Regions from separate parts of the Macaca mulatta genome. Here region 1 is linked to region 2. A link is a contact called in public Hi-C data. All regions are on one chromosome and are shown on one strand. Each heading gives the region's core, a stretch centred on a gene start, on an enhancer-like site or on the middle of the called end of the contact. The rest is flanking DNA. Distances are from core to core; before and after follow the strand shown. Region 1 has its middle 26 kb from the start of GAS7. Region 2 overlaps GAS7 (growth arrest specific 7).

Region 1 (2,866 bases), core at 38-2,537, 250 kb after region 2:
ACTTGGGAGGCTGAGGCAAGAGGAATCGCTTGAACCCAGGAGGTGGAGGTTGCAGTGAGCTGAGATCGCACCACTGCACTGCAGCCTGGGTGACCGAGCAAGAGTTCGTCTCAAAAAAAGAAAAAGAAAGAAAAGGATCTTGCACTCCAGACAGGCTCCTGTTGTCCTGGAATAATAAACACGAAAACATTTGCAGGAGTGACCTTGGATGCATTCACCGTAACCTTCGATTCTTGGACATCTTTTGATTCACTGGTGCATACACTGGTGATACACAGCCACCTTCGAAAACACGAATTTTAAATTGCCCCAGGTTCAAAGGAACATTGTTTTACTCCATACGGATCACTACCTCAAGGCCCCATTTCAGAGTCACACTGTATTTATTGAAATTGCTTTTGAAATGTTAATCACCGAATGTTAATAAACAAAGTAATTATTCTTGATTTTCTTTAAGGCCTCCATTTATTAAAGGGAACTGACGCTATTCATGATTTCATGAGGAAACATGAGATCTGTAAGTAGGTTAATGTGCTTTTCTCATGAAATTAACGAAGGCATTTTCTTATTGCATAATCAGTAAATTAGAAACGGGATTATCGCATTTCAGGGAAAGGTGCTATAATAACTTCTCACTGGATCTGATTAGTGCATTCACAGCGAGTGCTTTCTCTTAGAAGACTTTCTGCAGGGAGGGGCTTATCAACTGAACTCATGTAATTCAGCAAGTTGCATTAAAGTGTGCAAATGAAGTGAGTGGGAGAGAGGAACTAAATCTCATATCGCCATCAGCTTTGATGAGACCCGGGCTTGCTCCCCACCCCCTCATGTACCAGCCACCCTCTGCACATCTGCACAGGCCTGTTGTTGCTCTGACTTCATGGCACCAGTAAGTGATGTCTCTTTTGGCCAAGCAGACAAGAGGAGACCAAAGGAACCAGAGAACTCCGGGAGACAGGGATGCCAGTCTGCAGCTGGTGAGGAGAGGAAGCCGGGGGGGCAGCTCGCTCTTTCTCAGAGCAATGTCTGGAGAACCTTCGCAGGGAAGCTGGTTCAAAGTGTCCCAAAGGTGTGGCCTGACAACCTTTCTTTAACATGCTCCTCCTGGGCCTGCTCTGATCCACCACAAAGGAGCCCATCATTTTTGCTCCTGGCTTCTGCTTCTACTGATCTTTGATTCAAATCCCAGCATAGGGTCTTTTTGCTAAAGGGGGTCCTTTTAAATAAAAGATGCATTGTTAGAGAAGCTAGGAGGGTTTCATTTCTGTAATGGGGTCTTTAGTCAAACACAGAGCAGACCTTCTCAAGGAGAGGGGACAAAGATATTAGTGGTCAGGCCCCACAGGCTGGAGAAAGACAGAGAGAGACAAAGATTCTAATCCAAGTGGATGAGAGCCAGGAGAGGAAGGAAACCTTGCTGGTTTTATTCACAAGAGTTTTCACTAGTGACCAATAGTTAGAAACAATAAAGAAGGGTGTCAAGTCCGAAGGGACATCAAATTCAGTGACTTCAAAGTTCTCTTCTAGTACCACAGGTGACCCTGTGCTTTTATGGCTCATTAGGCATTCTTTCCTGGGCTGAGTTGTGGAGTAGACAGAACACAGGTTCCTGCATCACACAGCCCTGGGTTCAAATGAAATCCCATCACTCACAGCTGTGTGGCCTTGGGTTTGTCATTTCTCCAAGTCTGTTGTCCTTGCCTACAAAAACAGAGATACCACCTCCCCCCTGAGAGCATTAGTAACTATGAAACAGATTCTTTTTGTTTGTTTGTTTGAGAAGGAGTCTCGCTCTGTTGCCTAGGCTGGAGTGCAGTGGCATGATCTCAGCCCATTGCAACCTCTGCCTCCTAGGTTCCAGCAATTCTCCTGCCTCAGCCTCTCGGATAGCTGGGACTACAGGCACGCACCACCACGCCTGGCTAATTTTTGTCTTTTCAGTACAGATGGGGTTTCAACATGTTGGCCAGGTTGACCTCAGGGGATCTGCCCACTTCTGCCTCCCAAAGTAGTAGGATTACAGGCATGAGCCAGGGTGCCCACCCCCAAGACCCTCTATTCTTGATAAGCTGCCTGTCCTCCAATGTTGGTTCAGGAAATAGATATTCAGTCCTCCCCAGTGGGTGCACTGAAGCTTCTGGTCATAACCCCAGCTTGGGCCTTCCTGCTCCCTTTCTCCCCTCCCGGCCTGTTCCTGCTAGGCTATTGCAGGTAGATGATGCTCAAGTGCATCTGGATACCAAGGGTCTGAGAGGCAGGAATCCAACTAGAGGAGCCAGAACAATTCCAATACAGGGAGCACCCAAGAGAAATCCCAAGGGAATTCCAAAGAGACGTTGCCACGTGGGCCTGAGAGTCTTGGGCCACTTCGCTCGTGCGCCTCGCCTTGGCCCTGCAGAGGGGCTGAGTTCCCGGATGTTGGCTCCTGGAGGATGGAGAGTTGCCCAGGTATGATCAGAGGGGGAGGAAGCCTTGAGCTCCCCCTAGTGGCCGTGGCCGAGCATGTAAACCAGAGGCCCAGGAGGTCAGCCACGGACCCCACCTCCCCGCACCACTCCACGCAAGGCTCTCAGGGCCTCATCAGAATTGGAGTCCACTTTCCAAATCTGGCACCACTCCTTTCCACAAAAGCAGAGGCCACAAATTAGAGATTTCTTGCCTCTAATTCATTTGGCCAGCTCCATGTTAAAGAAAAACTTTACTTGCCAATACGTAAGCGTCAGATTTGACACAAAAATCCAGACATGTGATTTCTCTTGCAAAATCAGAAGCTCTGGCAGATGAAGCCTCGCTGGCTTGCTCACTGCTCACCTCTTGCTGCGCGGCCAGCCCGGTTCCTAACAAGCCATGGACTGCTATGGGTCTG
Region 2 (2,770 bases), core at 111-2,610:
AGTCTTGCTTCATTGCCCAGGCTGGAGTGTAATGGCGTGATCTCGGCTTACTGTGACCTCCGCCTCCCAGGTTCAAGTGATTCTCCTGCCTCAGCCTCCCGAGTAGCTGGGATTACAGACGCCTGCCACCATGCCCAGCTAATGTTTGTATTTTTAGTGGAGACGGGGTTTCATTGTGTTGACCAGGCTGGTCTCGAACTCCTGACCTCAAGTGATCCGCCAGCCTCAGCCTCCCAAAGTGCTGGGATTACAGGCGTGAGCCACTGTGCTGTACTTACAGTAGAAACTTTTTAAATGCAAGAACCTATGACTTAGAATTCTATATCTTCAACACCAAACCTCCCATGAGATTCAAATCATCAAAAGGGTTTCAAGAGATGCCAAAAAGAAGTAAAACCTTTGAAAAATGGCCTCCTCCCAAAACGCACTGGACCCAGATGGTTTGATGGGCAAATTCATTCACACACTCAAGAAAGAAATACCCAGGCATAGAAATGTGTGGCAGTCTTCTAGGTCTATTTTACAAAGCCAACATGACCTTGATCTTAAAATCAAACAATACACAAGGGAACCATGTTTAATCTGCTGTCGAAAATGAAATGCACAAGTTTTTACCTGAGTAGGTAATAAATATCTTTGATAACGCTGAGTCCCCATGAACCAAGGTTGTCCCAGCTCCTGAGGAGACCCAGACTCCCTACCTCCCTAGACCCTCCAAATGCATGCTCAGTCCTGCCTCTCCTCTGCCCCAGGGTTTCCCCACACTTGCAGCCACCAGGAACTGTATAAAGGGGAGACGTTTCGCCCCTAATCCAATCCCTTGTTCTCACTTCGGTTCTGGTCTGTCAGCTGATAGCTAATTACTGCTCATGTCAAAACAATTACTAGGAAAGAAAACATAATTTTCCATTCGACCCTTTCTCCCCACGCAGCAGCTCTCCTCCGACACCCTGTCTGGCTGCGTACCACTCTCCCGGGCACATTCAGAACACGTCTCAGTGGAGATCTAGACAGTTACAACCCACAAGATCCCGGCAACCTTCACCCACGGCATTCCTCATTGCCATTCCCTGTCCTCGGGGCTCCCGGCTCACCCAGGGTCAGCCGCAGAACAAATGAGGCCAGAAGTGGGTGCTTCTGGGGCCCCTAGCCTCTCGGGGAGGAAAAATGAAACTGGTCAAGGATCGCTCATAAAGGGAACATAATTCAGTCTGGAGATACAAGGAAAAAAAAAAAAGGCAAATGTCACATTCAGCTGTTTTTAGGATTTTTAAAAAGGGAACTAAAAGCTCTATCTAGTTAGTAACCTTAGCAGCTTCAACTACAAATAGTACACACAGGCACCCACACACTTCATGTGCCTTATGGGCAGTTAAGCAACTTGAGAGGGCTTAGGAGGTGTCTAATGAGAGGAGGGGACAGATATTTGGGTAGAAAAGAAGAGAGGGAGGTCTGGATAGGGAGAAGTAAACAAACACAGAGAAGAAAGGAGAATATGAAATGTTATCAAGAAAGACCAAGCAACAAAGAAGCGCCAGCAGCTTCGCCACCCAGGGCTCACCCCCGCCCGCAGCTCGGCTTCCGTATGTCAGTATCGATCCCTGATGGAAAAAGTCAGAGCCCTACTCTCCAGGTTCCTGTTCCCCCAGGAACCCGAAAGAACGTAAGAAAATCAGCCATGAACACTCTCTTATTAAACCTCCTGTAGGTCTGGCCTAATTTCTCCTGTCTCTGGAATAAATATAGTAATTTCATTCATCAAGGTAAGGAACCTGGTGGCCGGGCACGGTGGCTCACGCCTGTAATCCCAGCACTTTGGGAGGCTGAGGAGGGCGGCTCACTTGAGGTCAGGAGTTCGAGACCAGCCTGACCAACATGGTGAAACCCCATCTCTACTAAAATACAAAAATTAGCCAGGGGTGGTGGCGCATGCCTGTAATCCCAGCTACTTGGGAGGCTGAGGCAGGAGAATTGCTTGAATCTGGGAGGCGGAGGTTGCAGTGAGCCGAGATGGTGGCATTGCACTCCAGCCTGGGCAACAAGTGTGAAACTCTGTCTCCAAAACAAACAAAAAAAACAAAGTTAAGGAACCTGGGAGTGCTGAAGCTCTGATTGTTGAAATCCTCGCTTCCCTCTTTTTCTCTTCCCCTCTCTTCTTCCCTCCCTCCCTTCCCCTCCTCCTTCCCTTTTTCCTTCCTCCCCTCCTTCCACCAGTCCTCCTTTCCTCCTTCTTTCTCACCCCCTCCCTTTTCCTTCCTTCCACCCGTCCTCTTTCCCCATCTATCACATATTAAACATGGTGAAGCCTAATATTTCCCCAGGTGTGTTAAACAGGACAGCAATTCTGCCAGGATGTGTGTTGTAAGTGTTACGCGGTGATGGTAATGGGTCAGTGTTACAGTCCAAAGAATTTAGGACAAACACCCCATTATTCCGATTGAGTTTATTTACAGTAGGCCTTTCAGAATATGCTGACATGTGCTTGAAATCTCAAACAAGGCAACAACATGCAACATGCCTCCACGCACACAGACGCAGAACCCATTTAGGGAAATACAGCAGGGCTACCGTGAAATCCACTTTGGGACACATAGCCATGGCCATAGAATGCAAGGTTTGAAGTGGGGCAGTTCTGTGCTCATCGAGTCTGATGACACAGGGCACAATTACAGCCTCCTTCCTCCCACCACGCCCTGGAAGGCCTCGCAGTTTCCTTGGTCACCACGCTCACCTTCTCAGGAGGATCCACTGTCTGCCTCTCTCCATTTAG

The links. A called contact is a pair of places that touch in the nucleus more often than the background predicts.
Region 1: a Hi-C map of liver shows a contact between it and region 2, with 6 times the contacts expected there. The contact joins two enhancer-like sites. A contact is called at or near these places in 5 of 14 Hi-C or Micro-C datasets (blood, cortical neurons, fibroblasts and 2 more).

The regions. Positions count from the first base shown.
Region 1 is chr16:11,736,599-11,739,464 of T2T-MMU8v2.0, forward strand. No RefSeq gene overlaps it. Among named protein-coding and RNA genes, the nearest start is that of GAS7, 26 kb to the left of the region's middle. Within about 2 kb of position 1,288, at least 3 of the 40 cell types and tissues checked have an H3K27ac peak or open chromatin away from gene starts, as enhancers often do.
Region 2 is chr16:11,485,586-11,488,355 of T2T-MMU8v2.0, forward strand. All of the region lies in intron 3 of GAS7 (growth arrest specific 7), which reads right to left. Among named protein-coding and RNA genes, the nearest start is that of RCVRN, 70 kb to the left of the region's middle. Within about 2 kb of position 1,361, at least 6 of the 40 cell types and tissues checked have an H3K27ac peak or open chromatin away from gene starts, as enhancers often do.